Linked DNA regions of Mus musculus: all the other regions are linked to region 1. A link is a contact called in public HiChIP or PLAC-seq data. All regions are on one chromosome and are shown on one strand. The core of a region is the stretch at or near the end of the contact, and the rest is flanking DNA. Distances in the headings are between cores, read along the strand shown. Region 1 overlaps Dock9 (dedicator of cytokinesis 9). Region 2 has its middle 29 kb from the start of Timm8a2. Region 3 overlaps Ubac2 (ubiquitin associated domain containing 2). Region 4 overlaps Ubac2 (ubiquitin associated domain containing 2).

Evidence for each region. HiChIP or PLAC-seq counts read pairs in DNA pulled down with a chosen protein or histone mark.
Region 2: a contact with region 1 is called in an H3K27ac HiChIP or PLAC-seq map of large pre-B cells, with 4 times the contacts expected there. The contact joins two enhancer-like sites. A contact is called at or near these places in 1 of 15 datasets of contacts at CTCF or cohesin (large pre-B cells), 7 of 484 Hi-C or Micro-C datasets (B cells, the N1E-115 cell line, cerebellum and 2 more), 4 of 115 datasets of contacts at active chromatin or transcription factors (astrocytes, large pre-B cells, memory CD8 T cells and 1 more) and 1 of 9 other capture datasets (adipose tissue).
Region 3: a contact with region 1 is called in an H3K27ac HiChIP or PLAC-seq map of microglia, with 5 times the contacts expected there. The contact joins two enhancer-like sites. A contact is called at or near these places in 2 of 115 datasets of contacts at active chromatin or transcription factors (memory CD8 T cells and microglia) and 1 of 9 other capture datasets (pancreatic islet).
Region 4: a contact with region 1 is called in an H3K27ac HiChIP or PLAC-seq map of microglia, with 5 times the contacts expected there. The contact joins two enhancer-like sites. A contact is called at or near these places in 2 of 39 promoter capture datasets (liver and pre-B cells) and 1 of 115 datasets of contacts at active chromatin or transcription factors (microglia).

What each region holds. Positions count from the first base shown.
Region 1 is chr14:121,599,460-121,601,991 of GRCm38.p6, forward strand. Dock9 (dedicator of cytokinesis 9) reads right to left here. Exons shown (of 54, transcript NM_001081039.1): 34 at 229-362. Among named protein-coding and RNA genes, the nearest start is that of Slc15a1, 95 kb to the left of the region's middle. Within about 2 kb of position 1,267, at least 6 of the 459 cell types and tissues checked have an H3K27ac peak or open chromatin away from gene starts, as enhancers often do. A contact at or near this core is called in microglia, where this site is marked.
Region 2 is chr14:122,062,598-122,065,129 of GRCm38.p6, forward strand. No RefSeq gene overlaps it. Among named protein-coding and RNA genes, the nearest start is that of Timm8a2, 29 kb to the left of the region's middle. Within about 2 kb of position 1,269, at least 71 of the 459 cell types and tissues checked have an H3K27ac peak or open chromatin away from gene starts, as enhancers often do.
Region 3 is chr14:122,008,425-122,010,956 of GRCm38.p6, forward strand. It overlaps Ubac2 (ubiquitin associated domain containing 2), which reads left to right. Exons shown (of 9, transcript NM_026861.2): 8 at 367-489. Among named protein-coding and RNA genes, the nearest start is that of Gm33473, 15 kb to the left of the region's middle. Within about 2 kb of position 1,262, at least 121 of the 459 cell types and tissues checked have an H3K27ac peak or open chromatin away from gene starts, as enhancers often do. A contact at or near this core is called in microglia, where this site is marked.
Region 4 is chr14:121,957,623-121,960,154 of GRCm38.p6, forward strand. All of the region lies in intron 4 of Ubac2 (ubiquitin associated domain containing 2), which reads left to right. The region is part of intron 1 of Gpr183 (G protein-coupled receptor 183); the gene reads right to left. Among named protein-coding and RNA genes, the nearest start is that of Gpr183, 6.3 kb to the right of the region's middle. Within about 2 kb of position 1,264, at least 52 of the 459 cell types and tissues checked have an H3K27ac peak or open chromatin away from gene starts, as enhancers often do. A contact at or near this core is called in microglia, where this site is marked.

The DNA.
Region 1 (2,532 bases), core at 17-2,516:
CTGCCTGACGTGAAGAAGGATCTGCTGTCATTACCAGCAGCGACCTAACACACAGAGACAATGACTGAGTCACAATCCTAGCAGAAGCCCTGTCATCTACAGCGTGCTGGCTACGGTATTTAAAAACACACAGAAGGTCACATGTAATAAACAGCAGAACGTGAAGCGGGTTACACTGGCTACCCCCATTAGAGATCAGAAACCCTGTTTTAAGCGAAAAGAAATCACCTTATCCAGAGAGTTGCTCTTCTCGGGGTTCCTGTCTGGAAGGCTGTTCCCTGAGTCCGTGCTAATGAGAGAGCCTCTTGAGTCGGCATTTCTCACGCTGTTGATGTTGGGGGTTGAGGCTGTATACGGAGAAGCTAAGAGGAAATTAAAGCAAGACCAAGTTTTTGTTAGAGAGCACAAAATAAAAATAAATACTAAATTTTAAGAGGAAGTGTTTTTGTGGCCATTAATTTTTTATAAGGTCATATGGCTCGAGAGTTGTACTCAACAATTTTGCCTTTATTTTTTTTTATTTTATGTGTAAGTTTGAGATATATATATATATATATATATATATATGCATATATGTATGTATGGTACACACTGTACCATGTGTGTGCAGTGTCTGTGGAGGCCAGAAGGTGTTAGATGCCCTGAAACTGGAGTTACATGTGGTTGTGGGTGCTGGGAACTGAACCTGGGTCCTCTGCAAGAGCAGCAAATGCTCGTGACCACTGAGCCACCTCTCCAGTCTCTCATTACATCACCCTTCCAAGAACCAGGTGAGTACGGGAGACATCAAAATGACATTTCATATGAAACATGGTTAATCTACTTACTGGAGCTGTCTTTGCTCAGACACATATGAAACATGGCTAATCCACTTACTGGAGCTGTCTTTGCTCAAATATACATTATTTGCATTATGTCATACATTATTATAGAATATATTTTTTCATTATTTCATATATTATATTTGTATTATTGTAACTTACATTATTGTAGTATATATTGTTTCAGAGTAGAATTCAAGAAGAAAAAAAGGATAAATCCATCTCAACCATTTAAGCAAAAGATGGGAAACTGTATCATAAACCTATAGTATACGACCTGTATGGCAAACTGCCCCTGGATATTCCCAGAAGTGTGACAAGACACTCTGAAAAAATCTAAGGACCCAGGGTGACACCTGGCGCTGGCTGGAAACTCCATTTCTATAGAGGGGCTGTCTTGGTATTTTGCTGTGATAAAAAGCAAGTGAAGTGAAACAGGAAGTGAAGACAAGAAGTCAAAGTATAGAGGCTGAGCATCCATCCACCAAGCATGAGCAACCTACGACTAACAGCCTGGAGCCACAAATGCAAGTATTTCCCCAGGAACTTACGCATATTGTCTGTGAAAGGCCTACTAAGTTGCTGGGGTATTAAGTATTGTTTGTTTTTTAAGGCCTGAATAAACAGAACTGTATACAGACAAGTCAATTCTGATAAACAATGTTATTAGTTTTGATTTGGAGATACGATAAAAAATTATTATGACAGTTAGATCCACCCTTAATCTGTAAACTGAAAGTATCTGGCTGTGTCTGTTCCAAGAGGAAGGAAGGAACTCTCACTGGGAAACAACATTTTGACATGCATGAAACAACAGTATTTGAAGGTAGAAACTGGCCTCCAGCTTTGAACTATGGAGACTTTCTAAAGTAACTAATTGGCTTCCTGCTTAGATAAGATTGAATAAATTTCACTCTAAAAACGACTCTTTGGATTTGACATCCTGTGAACCAACAACCTTCAGCAGGAAGCCCAGGCTCTGCAGACAGCGTTAGAAGAGATCCAACTCACAACAGGCCATTGTAGATTTCAGTATGAAATTGGGCTCTGTACAAAGGCTAGGACACTTCTACAGAGGACAGATGGACAGATGAATGGATGGGCAGACGGATGGATGGACAGATAAAACAAGCCACCTCTGTTTTTCTATGTCTCTTAGCTGTCTGACTTTTAAATTTCATGGCTAATGCTACTCTCAGACAACCTGGAGATGATGTTTAATTAACTTGATTAAAGATATGTGATATGCATATGAATCCTTCTCCCTCCCGACGAGCATTTTCCTGTCACAGGGATGGGTGACAGCTTTTCTTTTTTTTTTTTTTTTTTTTTTTTTAAAGATTTATTTATTTATTATTTATTATATGTAAGTACACTGTAGTTGTCTTCAGATACACCAGAAGAGGGCATCAGATCTCATTACGGGTGGTTGTGAGCCACCATGTGGTTGCTGGGATTTGAACTTCAGACCTTCTGAAGAGCAGTCGGGTGCTCTTACCCACTGAGCCATCTCACCAGCCCGGGTGACAGCTTTTCTAAAGGGAGAGAAAAGAAGTGCGTGCTAGGGCCACATAGTAATGATGATTCTCTTAAAACAACCTTAGCTCAGAGTGGAAGCAGGACACGAAAGTCAGACCAAAGGGGTCAAGAAATGGACGCTATACCCACCACTCTCAGACTTTCAAACCAATTCCAAACTGTACTCCTAATT
Region 2 (2,532 bases), core at 19-2,518, 460 kb after region 1:
CCTGAGCACCATTCTCCATATTGGTACAGCAGTTCACGACTACCCATGACTCTAGTTCCTGGGATCCGATGCCCTCTCCTGCCCTCTGTTGGCACCAGTCATGCATACGATGCGCCCATGTACACACAGCCAAAAGTCATACACATAAAACAAAAAAGTAAAAAAAAAATTTTTTTTTAATTCTTCAGGCTGGACAGGTGGCTCAGTGAGTAAGTAAGGTTCACTTGCCATCCAAAATTGAAATTCAAATCTCAAACACCTACGTCAAAAGTAAAGCACTGTGGTGTGTGCCTCTTGAGAAGTTGTTGTGATAAAAATTCTGACCCAACCCAACCTGGAGAGGAAAAGGTTTATTTCATCTTGCACTTTATAGTCACTGAGTAGGGCCGGAACCTAGAAGCACGAACTGAAGAAATGCTGCTCTCTGGCTCCCTCCTCATGACGGGCTCAGCCTGCTTTCGTAGACATCTCTGGACTGCCTGCTGAAGGTGGCACTGTCCACTGTGGACTGGGCCTTCCGACATCAATCACTACTCAAGAAAATGCCTAGGGTTGCCTATGGGCCAGTATTGTGGAAGCATTTTCCCACCGAGGTTCTCTTCTTCATATGACCCTAGCTTATGTTACAATGGCCAAGGTGGCTCTGTGTGTGTGTACTTAATAAAATAGTGCAACTTTTAAGCTATGTATCAAACATCTTTCTGGGGTTTTATTTCATCTTATTCTGTTCCTGACATCTGATATTTGTCTTGATGGTTCTCATTCTCCCAACATCCTAGACCCAAACCAAGTTCTACAAGCCTCAGTACAAGATACTCTTCCTATCTAAATGTCTCTGCTTTGCCTTGATCTCTGGAATGCTAGAAGCCTGGGGTTGATCGCACAAAGCACCATGCTACCTGACAATGCTGTCTGGATCCTGCTCAGCAGCGAGGGCATCCTCTCTGATCACAGCAGGACACAGTGACCACAGTGAATGCTTATTGCCTTGAAATAGCTGTTCCCTGGGTACCGTTCAGGATGTCCCGTGTCATAATGAAAGCTATATAGACAAGTCCATGAAGACAGAAGCAAAGATGGAGTAGTCTAGCCATGAGCCATGGAAATCCCAGGCTCACCGGAAGCTGGATGAAACAGGAGCCCTGGAGAGAGCATGGTCCTGACTACACCTAGAGTTTAGAACTTCATCTCCCAGGCGAGCAGGAGCATGAAAATCTCACTTTAAGCCACCCTGTTTGTGGTGTATTGTTATTGGCAGCTGTGAGAACTTCCTCAACACATCCTCTACTGCTTTTCCGCTGGCAAAAACCACAGGTGTTTACATACAGATTGCCATTGCTATAGAGATCTGAACATTTCTCCTTTTTTATGTTTAATGTCTCATAACTTTGAAATTATAATTTACTAATTGTTTAATAAGTTATTAAATCACAAACACGTTTATTCTGCACTCCAGTGCTAGTGTCTCTGTATTTCCATACAGTAATTCATCCACTCTTTGCTTTACTTTAGGCATTTACAAACATTATTCCAAGGAAATGTCCCGCTGGCTTTACCAGAACTCTATCCACACACAGTACAGTTCTCACCTCAAAGGGAATAAGAAGTAGTTAATTCTGAAGGCAAAATGCATGACTAAGGCCTGTGAAGATGGATTCAAGTTGCCCCAAATACTGTTCATACATGGCATGTTCTTATAAGTACAGGAAAAACCCCTAAAGCTCTTCCAAATCCATTGGTGGAGGCATGTTTACCTGTGTTACAGCAAAATGGGGACATGTCTGCTGTGGGTCTCACCATGCTGAAGGGAGCGCTGCATGCTCTGTCACATTCTCAACCTTAGGGACAATGTAGGCTTGTGGTCTGTTCATGCATCCCAAAGGCTACACTGGAAGGTCACAAGAGTGTTATGTCAGACAGATCTGCAATGAGTAGCAACTACAGGGGCCAAAGCTAGCCCAAGATAACTTTGCAACATTTCATCTCCTCACAGTCATGAGGTTCTGACCAAGTCCTTAGTCTGCTTGCAGAAGGTTTAACAGAAGTGTGGCCTTTTGGGAGGGGGACCCTTACAAAACCCCAAGGGGCCCACCCACTTCAGCCTGGGCTTCAGTACCACATCTGATCAGAAGAGGGCACCAGAGGACCTGTGCAAAGACTGGTACTTCAACCTCTTCTACTGCGTTTCACTCAGGCACAGATACAGAAACGTCCTCTCTCAATTCAGGTTACTCTTAGAATGCACTGTGATCAAAATGTGGAATCATCTTCAAGCCTGCTATCCTGTTTACTTGTTGAACTAAATATTTCCTACCATTTTCCCCAGTGATCGCATGAGCATTTGGTACTGAAGTTGTTTTAAACCAAAATATCCTCTAGCTGGAGCTACCTGTAATTTCTAAGTTCTGTAGAACAGTGGGCAGTGTGCAGATACACAAAGAACAGAGCTGGGGCAGTGGTTCCGTGGGTAAAGTGCTTGCTGCCCAAGCCATGTGCAGTGAGTGCCTGGTGCCTGGACCCCAGCACTGGAGG
Region 3 (2,532 bases), core at 12-2,511, 410 kb after region 1:
GGGCTGGTAGTGTCTGAAGCAGTGGCTTTCTTCTTATTTCCTTATCCATGTCTGTGTCTCCATGGCACCCTGCAGAACCTTGAACTCTTAAGATATGGCTGTGGCCATGGCCAGTGTTGGGTCCGTGAGGCTGAGGCTGTTTAGGAGGTCTAGTCTGCATTTTTGCCACCTTGTGCCAGCCACACAAAACACTTCACACGACCTGGAGCCTTTTCTCTCCTGTGCCTGTGGCAGGGGCTGGCTTTATCCTCTTGGTTGAGAGTGGTTTCATTTCCCAGCTGGGGCTCTGACTGCCTCTAGGAAGGCTCCCTAGGCACTGCAGGTATCTGCTGCTTTCCTGACTGACCTGTGTTGCTCTCTTTGTAGGGAGGAATGATCAATTGGAACCGGCTTTTCCCCCCTTTACGTCAGCGACGAAATATCAACTATCAAGATGGACCTCGGTCTGAGCAGCGAGCATCTCCTCCCCTGGAAGTTTCTGAAGAGCAGGTAACCAGTGACACCCGTACTCAGTCCAATCCACGCTGCAGGCTTGAAGCAGTTTGGACCAGCAAGAAATAAAAGCTTGATTAGGGGACTGTAGAGATGATAAAGTGCCTGCCATGCAAGCCTGAGGACCAGAGCTGGATCTCCAGAACCCATTAATAATGCCAACATTGTAACCCCAGTTCTGGGACGACAGAGATAGGATGGTCTTAGGGCTTGCTTAGGCAATCCAGGCTGGCCTAATTGGCAGAACTCGGGTTTCAGCAAAAAGATGGTCTTATCTCAAAAAACTAGGTGGTCAGTAGCTCAGGAAGGACACAGAAGGTTGACCTGTGCAGGGGCAGGCTCGTGGGAACACGCACGCACACGGGAGCATGTACTCCTTGTACCTTAGCTCCCTACACACACCTGTCATCCTGCTGTGTAGAAGGCTAAGGCGGGAAGGGTCTGGAGTCCCAGGGTTGAGAGGAGGTAGGAAAAGAGCAGCACCTCTGTGAGGCTTTTACTTTTATGTTTTGGTTTTTTTTTTTAAACAAGTCTTAAGCTTTTTCTTTGGTTAATTTTCAGTGGTTCAGGAGCTGTAATTCTGCCACTGAGGGAGAAATGAAATTAGCATAGCATGGGTTCTTTGTGTGTGTGTGTGTGTGTGTGTGTGTGTGTGTGTGTGTGTGTGCGCGCACGCGCGCGCGCACCCATGGTTCCACTGTGGTAAGTCTCGCTGTCGGGGAGGTCTAGCAGCAGTGGAAAGCAGGGCAGCAGAAGCAGGAAGTTGTGTTTCACGTGTTCAGACAGAGGCACTAAGCTCAGAGAACAAACTGGAAGCAGAGTGAGGCTTTCAATTCCAGATCCCACCCTCAGTGACACACTTCCTCCAGCAAGGCTTCACCGCCTAAACCTCCGCAAACAGTGTCACTAACTGGGAACCAGGGTGTTCATGTGCCTGAGACTATGAGAGACTCTTCTCATTCAGATCGCTGTGCTGATGCTGATAGATAAATATTACAGAAATATGTAGAAGAAAGAGCATGTTTCCAGATAGTAGAAAGGACAGTGTTTTCTTAGAAACCACAGCTTTACAACCATAATAAACATTAATTCAAGGGAAAGTCTTTAATATGTGAAAAATCTGCCTGTTTCTATATTTTCACACTATCTCCTCATCGATAAGATACTTGCTACACAAGGACAATAACATCCACATAGTAAAGAAATCGGGTCCCACCCAATTATCAAAACTAACATCACCAATAATGGAACAAAGAAGCACTGTATTTATGCAATGAAAGGGATTCAAAATACAGCACTTTACGCAACCTGAGGGACCTGAGTAAAGTATTGTTTATTCTTTATAGCCTGATTTCTTCATATAAGCCTGTATTGCTCATAAATTAGAATGTCAGGAAGTGCTACAGGTAAAGGGAATGAGGAGGCTGCTCCCTCCACCTAGCTGACGTCTATGGTCTGAATGCGCTGGGAGAGAAGTCTGCAGTGAAAGCCGTTAGTCAGTCAGCTGATGGTGTGGACTGTGGGTGGATGAGGTTATTAGTGTCGGACTCCAGCTTTTCCAGCTGCATTAACAGTGGCTCAGGAGATGATGAAGCAACTCGACAAATCATGGCAGCTGCTCTTGGTGAGGAGCCAGCAGGATTTTTAGGGAACTTCTGAAGCTTCACGTTTGAAATTATTTCAAATGAGAAAAAGCATTTTAAATTTTGTTTCAGTCCAAAACATTGCCGTGATAACACTTGAAATATCCCTCTGCCTGTGCAGCTTGCTTCCACAACTGGTTCCACAGCTGGCTGCACCACCAGGCCAGCCTCAGACCAAAGTGTCTGCTGTCCTGGCATGCTCTGTAACTCAGAAGGTCTGCCCACAGCCCTGCCATAGGCCTGGGCAGGTGCTTTTGGGAGAGCGCTGTCAACTGGCCACCTTGGGCTAACAGTCGGTCAGTCGGCCCTTTTGTCTGGGAGTCTCTTGCCTCAGGCTTGTGTTTCACTAACTCCGTTAGGTTTGGGCGACAGAGGAACAGATGTGCAGCCAGAGTTC
Region 4 (2,532 bases), core at 14-2,513, 360 kb after region 1:
TCTTGGAGGAGCCCATTTGTCAGCTGTGAAATTAATGAAATAAAAAAGCACAGGAAAGCCGCCCATTCACGTAAGGCCTGCCTTCTGCCGCTGTGTTCTGGAGGCAGGGTGTAGCCACGGTGTGAGTGCAGCTTGTAGACAAGCCTTGGCTCTGAGGAGCCGGCACCAACAACTCTGGCAGAGTTGACAGAAGTTTCTAACTTTTGTGAGGATTTTTCTTCCTGAAAATCTTACTTTCCACTTTTGAGGAGTTTTTCATAGCAAGTTCATGAGATGTGACCTCAAACATTGGTGTGTGTGTGTGTGTGTGTGTGTGTGTGTGTGTGTGTGTGTCTGTGTGTCTCTTTCTGTGTATGTGTGTGTCTATGTGTGTGTGTGTGTCTATGTCTGTGTGTGTGTTTGTGTGTGTGTGTGTGTGTGTGTGTGTGTGTGTGTGTGTGTTTGTGGTGGTGGTGGTGGAGTTGCAGCATCTCCATGTTAACCGTACTGTAAAGATGAGGAGAGCCACCCCAACATAAGAGAGGGGAGGGCAGCTGTTGTGTGTCAGCCTGCACATGATGCCTGGGTGAGCCTGTGAACTGTGCCTTAGCATCTGGTACAGCTAAAAATGGGAGTGATTTCAAATTGTTCAGGTATGGGGGTATTCTACCCAGTGTTGGCTGTAACAGGAAGATGCAAAAGTGTGAACAGCTCAGATTCTCTCAGTAGATGACTTGCAGACGTTGAGTGGTTCAACCGTGCTGTGGCATGTGAAAGTGGCAAAGCCAGACTGTTTCTTGGCTGGAAGTATGTTAAGGAAAGCTGATTGCATGACTTGGTACTCTGAGGGAGAATGCACACAAGCACACAGAAAGATGCCTGCTTGGATATTATATGTGCCAACAGGTAATACTGTATGAGTGATTGGGGACTTGTATCCATACAGCCTAAATTCAGAACAGTGAACATAGATTGACTGAAGTAAGGTAATGATCTTGTTAATTGGAGGAAGCAATGTTATTTTGCTCTTCTTGCAAGAGCATCATCACCCAGTGTTCTTCACAGCTTATTCCACATTTGTGCTCTCACTTACTCTGCCTGCCTACCTTTAAGTCCTGTCTGATGAGGACCTCATATGGGTCTGAGGAGTTAAATATCACGTTGGGTCCTTCTATGTGGTGCTCCCTTCAGTCCTTTGAGGAGCAGCTGTCTCATGAGCCCTTAAAGAACTGAGAGATTGTGGTTTCAGAGTACAGACAGCATGACATATGTGGTTAGCTCCCACAGGGTAGATGGGGCAACCTTCCCTAAAGCAGGGCAAGCCAGTCCCACACAAGACTGGGACAGGGATCTTGAGTGACCACTGTTGGACCAGAGCCAGCCAAAGGCAGCACTTTTAGAGTATGGACATGTAAGTAGGATAGGTCAGAACCTGGCCTCAGAAAGCAGATGGAGACGGCTTGAAAACAGGCTCCTGTTGGATACTTAGCAGCTTCTGGGGATTGAGTCTACATTTCCCTCAGTTCGTGTTTCTGTCTTCCCTGTGTTCTCAATGCTGTCATTTCAGTACACTTTATTATCTCCACATTAAGAGGAAAGTCCTTTCACATCCTTGGCTGCTGTTACCCAATTCCTAAGGCAATAAATCTCAATTTATTATATGTCTTCAGAGTTAGAATTTGTTCTTTCCTTTAATCATCTTCTGGATTACTCTCGTGAGGCTTAAGATAGCTTCACACTTTTAGCAAACAGTACTTTTAGTGCTTTTAGTCTACATGTGCTGGATCCCGGGAATGCAGAACGAGAGGGTTTACAACTGAAGAGAGAGAGAGACAGTGTGGGGCTGGCGTGCCGTGTGGCTCAGCCCTGCTGCTTGTCTTCCTCCTCGTGCACCCAGTGTCCGGTCTGGATCTCAGCTTCTCCTTTCCATCACTCAGAGTATAACTTACACTTTAATGCACTTTAATTATTTCTCATTTTAATTATTCTTAGGCAGTAGCTTCTGATAAGTTTAGAATACGTATGTAAACACATATACAAAATATACCTGTATACACATGTGTGCCTGAGTTAAACCTGAAAGTACTGTAATATGTCAGTGAACACATAGGGGGAAGCCCACAGAGTGTGTCTTAGATCTGTTTCCCTTAGAACACTAACATTTATAAGAATAATAGTTTCAGTGCAGTGCTTTTGATGACATTGTACACTTGACTACATTCCACACACTCAGGGACCGAAATCAAGATGATGACATCTTTCCCCAGGAGCACAGATAGTAACTGGGCTGCATGAAATGGAATTAATTGTTCTTCAGGGTTGACCTTCCTGAAGAGCGGGGCATTTGTGGCATTGTGTATCTATCCTTCAGCTCTAAACCCTCAAATATTAAAGAGGTACTGTTTCTATGTTCCCAGATTTAGCATATGTAGACTAAAACTACTGAAACTATGAACGTATAAAATGGTGTGGTCTACCCCCAAACCTCCACTTCCCTGGAAGCCATCTTGTCATTCTCTGATTTCCCTGCTAAGCTGCACAGTCTGCCCTGTG